2 separate regions of the Mus musculus genome follow, and region 2 is linked to region 1. A link is a contact called in public Micro-C data. All regions are on one chromosome and are shown on one strand. Each heading gives the region's core, a stretch centred on a gene start, on an enhancer-like site or on the middle of the called end of the contact. The rest is flanking DNA. Distances are from core to core; before and after follow the strand shown.

Evidence for each region. Hi-C and Micro-C count contacts between places; a contact is called where the count stands out from the background.
Region 2: a Micro-C map of the G1E-ER4 cell line shows a contact between it and region 1, with 5 times the contacts expected there. The contact joins two enhancer-like sites. A contact is called at or near these places in 1 of 39 promoter capture datasets (embryonic stem cells), 2 of 15 datasets of contacts at CTCF or cohesin (the G1E-ER4 cell line and embryonic stem cells), 30 of 484 Hi-C or Micro-C datasets (the Ba/F3 cell line, the G1E-ER4 cell line, the HL-1 cell line and 9 more), 10 of 115 datasets of contacts at active chromatin or transcription factors (the NIH/3T3 cell line, differentiating embryonic stem cells, embryonic stem cells and 3 more) and 5 of 9 other capture datasets (adipose tissue, embryonic stem cells, embryonic tail and 2 more).

What each region holds. Positions count from the first base shown.
Region 1 is chr6:31,525,449-31,531,720 of GRCm38.p6, forward strand. It overlaps Podxl (podocalyxin-like), which reads right to left. Exons shown (of 8, transcript NM_013723.3): 2 at 3,010-3,588; 3 at 1,099-1,307; 4 at 754-825. Among named protein-coding and RNA genes, the nearest start is that of Podxl, 35 kb to the right of the region's middle. Within about 2 kb of position 3,288, at least 11 of the 459 cell types and tissues checked have an H3K27ac peak or open chromatin away from gene starts, as enhancers often do. A contact at or near this core is called in the Ba/F3 cell line and the G1E-ER4 cell line, where this site is marked.
Region 2 is chr6:31,656,578-31,662,849 of GRCm38.p6, forward strand. The region is part of intron 1 of Gm13846 (a long non-coding RNA gene); the gene reads left to right. It overlaps Gm13848 (predicted gene 13848), which reads right to left. Exons shown (of 3, transcript NR_152155.1): 3 at 5,643-6,272. Among named protein-coding and RNA genes, the nearest start is that of Gm13848, 6.4 kb to the right of the region's middle. Within about 2 kb of position 3,469, at least 22 of the 459 cell types and tissues checked have an H3K27ac peak or open chromatin away from gene starts, as enhancers often do. A contact at or near this core is called in the Ba/F3 cell line and the G1E-ER4 cell line, where this site is marked.

The DNA of each region.
Region 1 (6,272 bases), core at 2,038-4,537:
GGGAGAGAGGCAATCCCGGGATTGAAATCTGCCGTTCTCCAGCCTCTTGTTGCCACCTCAGGCTGATAGGGAAAGTGAGGCATGCAGAATAGGCAGAAGGGGGTTCTGGGGGTGTCCACAGGGTTACTTACACAAACCTAAGCCCAAAGAAGACGGAAACAGGGCTTTAGGGATGATGCTGAAGTGTATAAGCTACGGGCTGCAGAAATGTCTGCAAAACTGGCAGTGACCAGTAGAGGGCAGCCACCTCCTGCACCAAGGAGGTCAAGAGCTATGCAGTGCAGCCCCACCAAGCCCTGGGTCCCAGAACACTGGTGGTGTGAAGGGAGCTGTACACATTTCTATACCTTCTTATATGGAACTATGCAGGAGACCAGGGACTATGACTCCACTATCAGGACAGAGAGTGATTGCTCAGATCAGAACTCTTTTCTGAGGCCCTAGAGAATGAACTGGGGACCTCGAGCGCTAATCAAAGCTTTCTCTAGCACTCCTGTTACTTTTAAAGAGAAAGTCTCATTAAGTTGCCAGGGCTAGCCTCTGTTACACGCTGTGGCCAAGACGCGACTTTGACTTCAGTCCTTCTGCCTTAATATCCTAACTAGCTGGAACTAGAGGCCTGAGCCACAGGCCCGTGTGCACTGCCTGACTTAGATAAATCTGAAGCGTAGGTGGGGAACATCTACTCCCTTTGAGGAGTTGATGGGCAGGGTGGGATGTAGGGTGAGCTGGGGCTCGGGCACGTGTACTCACGCAAAGGCTGGCTCTTGTGAGGTTCAGAATAAGGAGTTCCTCATCTGGCCTTATGGGAGGTTCACAGTTTAGCTGGAAGAGGTCAAAAGATGAAGGTTTAGGCAGGAAGTCACCTGATCTTGGATTCTCCCCTTGGTGGGGGTGGGTGACACAGGGGAAGGGCACATGGCAAACTCAGGCATGGCTAGTCAGTTTCTCAGACAGGAGTACCTGGCTGCCCAGGGGTCAGAATAGAGGAAACGGCAAACAGACAACTTTTCCTTAGAGTGTCCAGCCAGGGACCCTGAGAAGGCCAAAGGAAAGGACTTCCCTTGAGTTTCTCATCCCACCCTCTGCTAGAATTACCTGGTAATTTCCAAAGGCCCAGATGGGAGAGGGTGTGCTGGGGCCTGGAGGGGCCACGGGAGTCCCATTAGAGATGAGGTGTGTGAACTCTTCAGTCGTAGTTCCCACTGTAGACGCCATAGACTGTTGCAGTGTGGAGACGGGCAATGTAGTGATGCCTGGTGTCTGGCTGGTGAGGGGCTGAGTGGCTTCAGAGGTGCCCAATGGTTCTGTAACAGACAAGGCAAAGGCTGAGGAGAACACAGTCTTTACTGGCTTCATGATTCTCACAAGCTGAAACCAGTAGCTATGAAGAGGAAAGAGGCAGAAATGAAGAAGTGGGGTCCTGGGCTCCAGGGACAGAATGAGTTAGACTTGGATGAAGTAAGAACTAAGTAGGAGTCACAGGAACTATGCTACAATTACCTCTCTGAGGCACAGGTGGGCCATAGCTAACACACTGCGCAGGCTCTGTAGGAGGGGTTGTGCTTTGTGTTTCAAAGACTTGCTCCTTTAGGACGGTCCCTGCTTATCAACAGGGAAACTGAAGCTCGGTGACTTGTCCAAGGTCACAGGGCACAACCGCAAAAGAGGAGGATTTCAACAGACCATTCTGAGCCTGTGCACCTGCTATAGGGTGTGGCCCTGTCCCCCAGGGCATAGGCTAATGCTCAGAAACTCTCACTCAGGATTTTAAGGTTCCTGAGCCGGCCATAGATTCTGACACTAATTTAAAGACTGGCACTTTAAAAACTAAATAAGCAGAAGCAGACATAAGACAGGATGTGACAGTGCACAGCTTTAATCCCAGCATCCGGGGGGCTGAGGCAGGCGGAGCTCTGTAAGTTTGGAGCCAGGCTGGTCTACAGAGTGGGTTCCTTCCAGGCCAGCCAGTCTCAGAAAAGGAAGGAAGGGAAGGACAGAGGAAGGGAGAGAGGGACAGAAGGAAGAAGGGAGGGAGAGAGAGAAGGAGGAAGGAAAGGAAGGGGCCAGAAAACAGCAGTATGCATACCATGCCACAAGTCCCGAAAGAAAGAACGAAAGCTCGAAGGAGTCAGCCACCCACCCTCCTGTCCCATTACATGGGTCCCTGGGGTCCAACTCAGGTCATCAGGTTTAGCAGCAAGTGCCACATGCTGACATTTATTTATTTATTTATTTATTTATTTTTACTTAATTAAAAGTGTATTTCTTACAGTGGATTGCTACCAAGCAAGTTTGAGACGCAGTTTTAGAATTCTCTAACACCCTGCGGCCACAACCTGTGGCACAAGCCTGGGCATAGATTCTGGCTTCGTTGAATCTATACACTGCTAGCCTCTATCACTGCTAAAAGGGGTATCCAAGGCTAGGTCTGATGAAGGCAGAAGACACGTAGAAGGGTTAAAACTCAGCATACACCGATATCTTCCAACTGACTGGTAGTATGAGAAAATGCACTGCCAAGTCTCCCCCCCCCCCCCCCCCCCCCACACACACACACACACACATTTTACCTGCATTTTTTGTCTACGGACCAAATGTGTGCAGTGCCCAAGTAAGCCAGAAGAGGGAGTCAGACGATTACAAATGGTTGTCAAGCGCCATGTGTACGCACCATGTGTATGTTGAGAATTGGACCTAGGTCCTCTGTAGGAGCAACCAGTGCTCTTACCAGCTGAGCCATTTCTCCAGGCCTTCTCATGTCTTAAGAAAAACAAAAGCGGCCTGACATGGCAGAGCACACCTTTAATCCCAGTACTCAGGAGGCAGAGGCAGGTAGATAGATCTCTGAGTTTGAGGCCAACCTTGGTCTACAGAGTATGAGTTCCAGGGCAGCCAAGGCTACAGAGTGAAACCCTTTCTTGAAAAACCAAAAGAGAGAAAAAAAAAAAAAAGGAAAAAGAAGGAAGGAAGAAAAGCAAAAACAAAAAATGCCAAGGAATGACTTACTGTGTGTAGTGGGCTTCCATGTCAGTGTAGAGTTGTCAGTGCTGGGCGTGGAGCCAGAGCTGCTGGGAACAGCAGCAGGGGTATGCTGCCCCACAGGATGGCTCGCTGTGCTCGGTGAAGAATCCACAGGCTGCTGAGGGCTTGTTGTGTTGTCTGTTGTGGGGGTAGAAAGAAGCTTTGAGGTGGTATTAAGGTCAGTAGGCTGAGAAGAGACGTTGATTAGCCCCAAAGTGGTTGTTGGGGCTGTGGTAAAACTGTCACCGCTCTTGCCTCCAGAGGAGGCTGTTTGTCCACTGCTACTGGTGAAGGCCGTGCTACTGGGAGAGCTTGTTTTAGTCTTGTCCACCTCGGAGACACTGGAAGTCAGATTGCCACCGCTTTGATTGCTCGTGGGGTTTGGGGTGGAGGTCGGCATAGATGGAGATTGGGTTGAGGTTGTGAATGGTGTAGGGTTGCTTGGCTGGGTTGAAGCAAGTGTAGATGCCACTGGGTGACCAGTTGTGACTTCTGTTGATGTTGTGGCACTTTGGTGGCTCTGGACAGTGCTAGATTTGATAGCAGATGTGCTAGTCTCATTTCCTGTCGATAAAGACAACACAGAATCAAGCCAGGTGTTAGCCAGAGAGTTTGTGGACTTCTCTAGCTCATTCCCAAGTGCACGAGCTTCCTACCCATCTCTGGCATTCGCCTTGCTGAAGCCTGCATCCTTCATGAGTCTACAGTTACATCGTCCCTCAAGTTTGCCATGGGATTCTGCAGTCCCACCCCCAACCCCACCCCGCAGCTCCCAGATGCCCTGCCTTCCAAAACATTACAAGTACCGACAAAAGCCACATAGCCTTTCCACGGATGATACAGCCAACAAGGACAAATGGATGACAGACTGCGGTTACCCAAATGTTCACAAGGACCCTCTGTGGACTGTGCTAGGGAAAAGCAGTGTGCTTGGGTTGGGTTTAGCTTGGCAGCTTAACCTAAGTGGGGAACGGGTCAAGGAAGAGAGGCTTTTTATTGGTTTAAAAGAATGTGTGTTGAGGGCATTGCTATAAAACAGGACTTGTAGTGACTTGTGTGGAACAAGACCCAGAACCTACAACCCCAGGGAGATGACATGAAGACAGGACAACTGAATAACAGACTCAGGTAACTTCAGGAAGAATGAACAAGGAAAGAAAATGGAGAGGGGTGGGAGTTGGGGATGGTGGCGGCGAGAGAAGCAGCTACCCTGCGTCTCTTGCTGTGTTAAGACACCTTGATCAAAAGCAACTCCATGGATAAGTCTGGGTTTGCTATGGATTTATATCGGGGAGTTAAAATAAGACCTTAGAAGCAGCATATCCAGTCGCAAGCATGGAGGATAACCATGTGAGTCCTCAGCTGCTACTCTGCTCTGTTGGCATCCATGCCTGAAGGAGGGTGCCACAATGGGCTGGGTCTTCCTACATCAATAAGCAATCAGGATAATCTTCCACAGACAGGCCCACCAGGCCAACTTGATCTTGATAATCTATTACTCCACGAATACCCTCTTCCCAAGATGGCTCCAGGTTGGATCAAGTTGGCAGTTAAAGGTAACCAACAGAGCTCAGCCCTTGTCAACTTGACCCGCAAATTCATCACTTTAAGCCGCTAACAGCAGCACCCTAAGGACCATTAAGCTAAAAGGAAGGATGTGGGAGCAAGAAGCATCTCCAACAGAGAAAAACAGGACAACATGTGAAGGTCTCAAGTCCGGGGAAAGGGACTACGGGAAGACACGGATGTCTGCATGGAGCTTAGAGAGTGGGGGAGGGGGCGCTGAGACTGCAGGTCTTAGAGAGTGGGCTGTCAAACCGAACAGTTCTGAGAACAGAACGAGGTTCTCTTAAAAGTATATCCCAGCCCAGGTGTGCTGAGGCAGTCTTTTTGCTGAGGCAAAAGCAGGTCGATCTCCGAGAATTCCAGGCCAGGCTGGTCTACACAGATCCAGAAGAGCCAGGGCTACATAGTGAGACCCCATCTCAAGAAAAGAAAATTATATAATATATATATATATATATATATATATATATATATATGTATGTATGTATAATATACATATATAAATATTTATATAAAAATATATTAAAGATTATATATGTGTGTGTGTGTGTGTGTGAGAGAGAGAGAGAGAGAGAGAGAGACTGGGATCTTGTCTATTTATGGAATATATATATATATATATATGTATATATATATATATATATATATATATATATCTCCTAGATCAAATGATCCCTAAGTTCAGAGGCCAAAATAAGGCCTTTAATCTTATTTACATGGAAGAGATAAAGCACCATGCTTTCACCTTTGTAGAATGTGATCTAAAGGGAGAAAGTCTACAGAGAGGACCAGTAGGGTGTCTATCAGTCACCCAGGGGAAGGGCTGGTGGCTGGAGCTAGACACTACAGACAAGCAATGGTTGGAGATTCATGACTGTATTTGAATCGAGCCAGTGTGGGGAAGGAGGAAAATCAGAGACTGTGAGAGGGTATAGGTGATTCCCGGTTTTGTCCTTCAGCAGAAGGGAGGCTGTGTGGGGAAGGGGTGCCGTGGCCAGCCTACATTTCTGTGTGGACGACTCCTCACCCTATGAGACAGGCCAGACACAGGCTGAAAATGCTGCCCAGTATTCCCTGTGTCCACAAGCAGGTGTCAATTGCATGGGACATGCATCTAGCTGGGAAGGGAAGAAATCATAATGGCACAGAAGGAGACCGTGTTCAAGCGCAAACAGTCCTGACAGGTGATGCTAGTGAGTATCCCAAGCTCCGCTGGGCATCTTGAACCACAGTCTGAAGAGGGGATGTGTTTCTCCATAAATAGGCAAGATCCCAGTCTCTCTCATACATGGTATGGCACCATCAAGCCTTGCAGGAGCCAAAGGCAGTCAAAAATCTATAAAGGGGACAGTATTCTGGTTCATGAAGTGACATTTGTGGGACTGACTGCTATATATGACTGAAGGGCACACATAATAGAATGTCATATTTAAATTAAAAAAGCAATCAACCCAGATGTAGTGGTGCATATCTCTTGTCCCACTACACAATGAGTTCAGGGAATTTGGACCACTTGAGACAGTTTCAACTCTCTCCTGCCACACGCAAACAAATCTAGAGCCATATTGCAGAGTCGGGGGTGAGTTGGCATGTCCATGTGATCATGCATCTGCATGTACACGTATGCTGGTGTGTGCAGTACATGCCAGCACATGTGGAAACTGACAACCTTGGGCATCGTT
Region 2 (6,272 bases), core at 2,219-4,718, 130 kb after region 1:
TGCAGGCAGATCAATGTGAGTTTGAAGCCAGCCTGGTCTACATAGGGAGTTCCAGGCTAGCCAGAGCTGCACAGTTGAAACTCTCTCTGAGAAAACAAACAAATGAATAAACGAGTGAACACTCCCCCCCCAAACACACACACCAGTCACTATGATTTCAGGACCAAATGGATACCAAGACTGTTGGAAATTTTTGCCCATTTGTATTGACAGGTGTGTAGGTCAACTTCTAGTTGACTTTTAGTTGTAGTGAGGAAGTACCCAAGGCTATTCACTTTTGAGAAAAAAAAAGGTTCACAAGGCTCACACTTCTACAGGCTTCAGCCCTTACCTGGCTGGCTCCATTATTTTGAGCTGTGGTGAATAAAAACATCACGTTGGGGAGCAAGTGATGCAGTAAAGATGGTTACTTCATGGCTAAGGAGAAGAGGGGGTGCAGGCTCACTAGAAGCTCAAGTTCCAATATGTCTTTCAAGAGTAGGAACCCACAACCAAACTTCTTCCTACAAGGCCCCAGGTCCCTTTACCTCCTAATAAAGTCACAGGCTGGTGACCAAGCTCTCAGCACATGACCCACCTCAGGTGAGTGTCAATCACCACAGCAGCGCCAGGCCAGACTCATGATATGCTGGGAGGCACATGGTGGTATCCATCTGTAACTTCAGCACCCAGAAGTGGAGGTCCATCCTTGGCTAGGTTTGCAATAGCTCAGTTGGTAAACTGTGCATCCTGCATGCAAGACCTGCTTTCCACCCTGAGAACCTACATCTAAAATCAGGGTGTGATAGTGTGCCCTTGAAGTCCTATTGTGGAAGAGGAAGAGTTAAGCTGATTTCTGATTCCTAGGGCTCACTGACCTAACCACACAAGAGACTGCTGACTAGTTTGGTATTTTGGGGGTGGGGTGGGCGGGTGGGTTGTTTGCTTGTTTGTTTAGAGCTACAGAGCTTTGAACTCACAGAGATCCATCTGCCTTTGTCTCCCAAGTGCTGGGATTAAAGGGATGCACTCCCATGCCCCTTCTTAATTTTTGCGTCAATTTGACATAAGGAAGGGTTATCTGGGAAGAAGGAATTTTAATGGAGAAAGCACCACCAAAGGAGTTTTCTGTAGGTAAGTCTGTGAAGGGCGTTTTCTTGATTGATGATTGACATGGGAGGGCCCAGCCCATTGTGTGTGGGGGTCCTGGGCTGGGGGGAATCCTGGGATATAGAAGAAAATCAAGTGAGCAAGTCAGGAGGAGCAAGCCAGTAAGCAGCACACCTCCATGGCCTCTGCTTCAGTTCCTGCCTCCATTTCCCTACCCTGTTTGAATTCCTGTCCTGACTTCCTTCAGTGATGGACTGTTACCTGGAAGTACACGATGAAATAAATCCTTTCCTTCCCAAGTTGCTTTTGGTCATGGTGTTTTATCACAGCAATGGGAGTCCTAAGATCCTGTTTTGTTTGTTTGTTTGTTTGTTTTAAATAAACCTTTCCAAACCAAGATGAATGGTACCCGAGGAATACCATTCAAGACTAACTTCTGGCCTCCACACCCATGCGCATGTACCAATACATTCATCAATGACTCTACAGCAAGTTCAATGCTAACCTAGGCTGCATGAAACTGTTTATTAAAACAAAACAAAGAAAAAATTTGAAGAGACAGATATATTCTGGGCAGGGTTTCCTCCCCACAGCCACTCAGCATTTAGTTGAGAAACTAGGCTGGTATCATTTTCTTGCATTTGGCAAAAATCACATGAGGAGCAACCTGAAAGTATACGTTGTCAGTCCGGACCATCCTCCTTTATCAAAGCTACTGCGTTTGTCTTCTTTCTACACCCAGGACACTTTGGAGGCAGATCGCTTGCTTATTGGTACCTCTCTTCCCCTTTTCAAAAATCCTTGGAGAATTTTCTCGCCCAGTTTTTCTTCCTCAGCACCTGGCCACATTTCCTGCACACAACAGCCAGTCAATAAATATCTGTTGTGGCTGATGATGATCAAGAGTGAAATTGAGGAAGCCTTTCATGTGTTGATAATGGCGGTGCTGTGCATCGGATCGGGCGCGAGGGGCTGCCGGAAGCATCGATGATTGTTGTCGCAGTCTCGTCTCCCCGCGCCGACTTAGCAAGCCTCTGATTGAACGATGATAAGGGTATCATTTTGCTGCATTAGGAGGAAAAGGTATATGGAGATTTGATGTGAGTAGTGTTTCATAACTTTCTCTGGATAAAAATAGGGGCATTTGTCTTCTTTCATCTAAGGCTGAATCATTTCTGAAATGGAGCCTTAAATTCTGAGGTGCAGAACATTTCCAGCTAAGCATCCTTGAGAGAGCTCGCTTGCTTCATGGTTTGTTTTTTTCCCTGGCCAAATGGGGAGTAAGATTGCAGAAACCTGTTACCTCCTGATAATTGGAGCTCTGAATGGGCGTGTGCCCACAGAGAGTGGCAGTCACTCCCGGGAGGCTCCTCGCCCTAGGCTGGCTTTGTTTCACCCTAGAGCTGTGACTCAGGGGGACCACAAGGTGTTTTTAGAAAGAGAAATGAAGGGGTATCCTGCATACTGACATTTGTGGGGTACCCATTATTGTGCCAGGCACCGTGCAGAGGACAGAGACCTATCCCTTTTCCAGGGAATTGGGGTGGGTTTTGTGTGTGTGTGTGTGTGTGTGTGTGTGTGTGTGTGTGTGTGTGTGTGAGAGAGAGAGAGAGAGAGAGAGAGAGAGAGAGAGAGAGAGAGAGAGAGACTGCCTCACCCAATCCCTAATAGACGCTAGGAGTTCAGCTCATAAGGGTGGTTAGTGCAGGGTTGCTGATGAGGTTTGGGTAAAGAAAGGCTGGAGGCAGGCATAAATGGTCTTGGTGATGCAATTACTTTTTTTTTGTATTTATTTTTAGCCTATGTACAAAATGTTTTACCTGCACATATATGTATGGATACCACATATGGTGTCCTCAGAGGTCAGAAGTTAGCAGCGAATCCTCAGAATCTGGACTTATAGATGCTTGTGAGCTGCTGGGTGGGTGCTGAGACTCAAACGTGGGTCTTCTACAAGAGCAGCCAGGGCTCTTAACCACCGAGTCACCTCTTCAGCCTCTCCACCTTAATTTTTTGAGACCGTGTTCCTTGCTGAATTTGGAGCTAGACTGACCAGTGAGTCCCTGAGATCCTCTTGGCTTTGCCTCCCTGGTGCTGAGATTACAGACCCACGGCTGCCGTGCCCAGCTTTTTACATGGTATGCCCGGTGTGCAATTAAGGTCCTCATGAGTACCTGACAAGCACTTTACTGACTGAGCTTTCACCGTATCCCCAAATACCTCAATATGTGAAGGGGATGGCTTCAATCCATACCAACGGGAGATGTAGGTTTTTATTAGGGTGATAAAAACTAAGAAAAAAGTCAAGGGTTCCAATTACCTTAGAAGGTCAGAAGGGCTACTGTCTGTCATGTGGTCAATTACCCCAGGATTGTCCTCTGAGAGGGTTAGCCACGCCCCTCCATGGCTGCATCTCAGTCCATCTGCATACACTCTTTCTTCACGCCAGTGGTGCCTCCCGCCACCTCCTCTGCTCTCTTGCTCCATGCTTTGTGAGAAAAGGGACAGAATATAGTATGGTAGAAGGTCCTGGGGGTGGGGATGGGGGTGGGGGAGAGGAGTCCACAGTAGTCCTTTGGCTGTTAGAACCAAGACTGGCTACATTGTTTCATTGAGACAGTGTCACCTGGCAAAAGGATCCTGGTTTATCCTTAAGGTTGGGGTGAAGGTGAGAAATAAAGTAGGTAAAGACAGTAGCCACAGACAGCCTTCCCTCCCCTCTTCTGGGAAAACCAGCTCACGGTTGGCCCATAAGTCTTGCCACTCCCCAAAGAAGCCTCTTGCTAGATCCCCTAGGCCATGGTCACCCAATGATTCGGGTTCAGCAAACAGCTTCCTCTGGTGTCATGTCTTCCCTAATGGAATGACTGCTTACCATACCCAGTTAGAGGAGAAGTGCTCTGCAGATCGAAGCTGGCTGAGTCAGGCCCAGAAAGGAAGGAAAGAGATCACCCCAGTAGGGAGATTGGCTTAGGGAGGCTTGAGAAGGGTCATGGCGCAGGCGGAGGGTCTGTTAGTGTGTGAGGCAGAGGACTAGTCACATGTAGTAGCTGGATACTAAGTCTGGCAGTCTGTAAATGGTAGTGTCAGAAAAGCGGTGGCCTGGTCTGCAGAAAGTGAGGGGAGCAGGGACGAAATGGGCAGAGCAGGTCCCCCTGCCACCATCTCCTAGCCCTGAAGGTGGGATCCTGTGGGAAAAGCCTCAGAGACTGAAAGAACTAGGTCGGTATCTCCGTTAGGGTTAAGCAGGGACATAGTTGCAGTGCTAAAGTCTCTCCACCAGAGGGCGAGAAAGCCCCACATATGAGACCTAAAGGACAGTGGTTGCAGATCAGAATTAGGTCTGCATGGGGAGAGCGTTAGACTGAAGAATTAGGCCTGCCTATAATCATTCTCACCGAGAAAGAGTAGGCAAACGTTTCCCAGCATCTAAAGCCACATGGAACAGAGCATAACTTGTGGGCGTGCTTGCCCTGGTGGGGTGACACTATAAGGTACCCACCCCTCCACCCCACCCGGCTGACACAGGAAAGATCTCATTTGGATCATGTCAGTTCTCCACTTCTCTGATTCATTGTTCAAAATGGGGGGTTAACTCCAATTTTATCTGAGAGGACACTGGCCCGTGAGAGCATCACTGGAGGTGTCAGGGCCACACCTTCTGCTCTGAGGACCCTGGAGACGGATCACCACTGCTCATGGGCCTGGCTGAGGGGCCTGCCTTTGTTCAGTTGTAGGCAGGACAGTCTCAGAATCAGACTGAAGCCAGGGCAGCTGCACAACACGTTGACCCTAGGGTTCATCATCCTTGATATGAATATTAAAGACCAGCTCTTAACTAAGGTCCATCATCAGGGATGATGTCAGCGCACCAACATTCTCTTGAGAGTGAAGGCAGCAGAGTTCAGCAATGGCAGTGGTGGGGGCTCGCCCTCTCTCTGTCCCTTGAGCCTGAGCACTGGTTTGAATCATGGAGGGAAGGGAGTCCTTGTGAGTAATGAAGGGAGATGGGAGAGGCCGTGAGATCACACAGTCTTTTTTTTGTAACATCACATTTTTTATTGATTACTTGAGAATTTCATATACTGTACCCCAATCTCACTAGGCCTCCCAGATCCAGCCCTCAACTCTTGTGACCTTATCCCAGAAAAAAGAAGAGAACAAGAGGAGGAGGAGGAAGAGGAGGAGGAGGAGGAGGAAGAGGAGGAAGAAGAAGAGGAGGAGGAGGAAGAGGAAGGGGAGGAAGAGGAGGAAGAGGAGGAAGAAAAGGAGGAGGAAGAGGAGGAAGATGATGAGGAAGATGAGGAGGAGGAAGAGGAGGAGGTGGAAGAGGAAGAGGAAGAGGAGGAAGAGGAAAACCAAGGACATTGTGTATTGCCCACATACTCACTAGAGCATGGTCAAACTCCCAGTGGCCAACCTCTGAAAGAAAACTGTTTCCCCACCCCCACCCCCATCAAAAGCCATCAGCTGTGAAGAGTTATACTTCAGCATCTCCATCAGAATTCTAAGAGTTCTTTTCAATGGCTTCCTGTCTAGAGTGTTTCTTTTTTGGGAGGGGGTAGGCGTGAGGGTTGGGGTGGGAGAGGTTGTCACAGAGGACATCTATGTCTCTCAGTCTCAGCTGTGAGTCTGCAGTCATCACGCCCACTGCAGAAGAGGCTTCCTTGTCCTTCACAGTCGGGACATGGGTCATGGATCCCCACATACTTTCTGGGGACACACAGACCCACGGACATCAGCACAGACCTCAGCTGTAGCACAAATTACAGACGCCATCGTGGTCCTCTGCGGCAGCACAGGTCACAGGTATCAACATGGCCTTTAGTGGCAGCATGGGGCATAGACACCAACATGGTCTCCAGTGGTAGCACAGCCTATGGGCATCAGCATGGCCCTTGGCATGGACCACGGACACTATCATGGATTCAGGTGGCAGCACATTTATACAGATCTGTATAAATATTTTCCTCTCTGGGCATTAAGAAGCAATCCAGAGGAAGAACAAGTCAGACACTTGTCTCCTCTTCCATGATCTGTGGGACAGTAAACCATGCCAGGAAGCTTGGTGGGTAGAGCGGGTTGAGACCCCGGAAACTCACACCTGAGATAGAAGGTGCCTCCCTGCTCCCTGCTAGATACCTGGTCTGGAAGACCTGCCACACTTCCCACATAAGGAAATG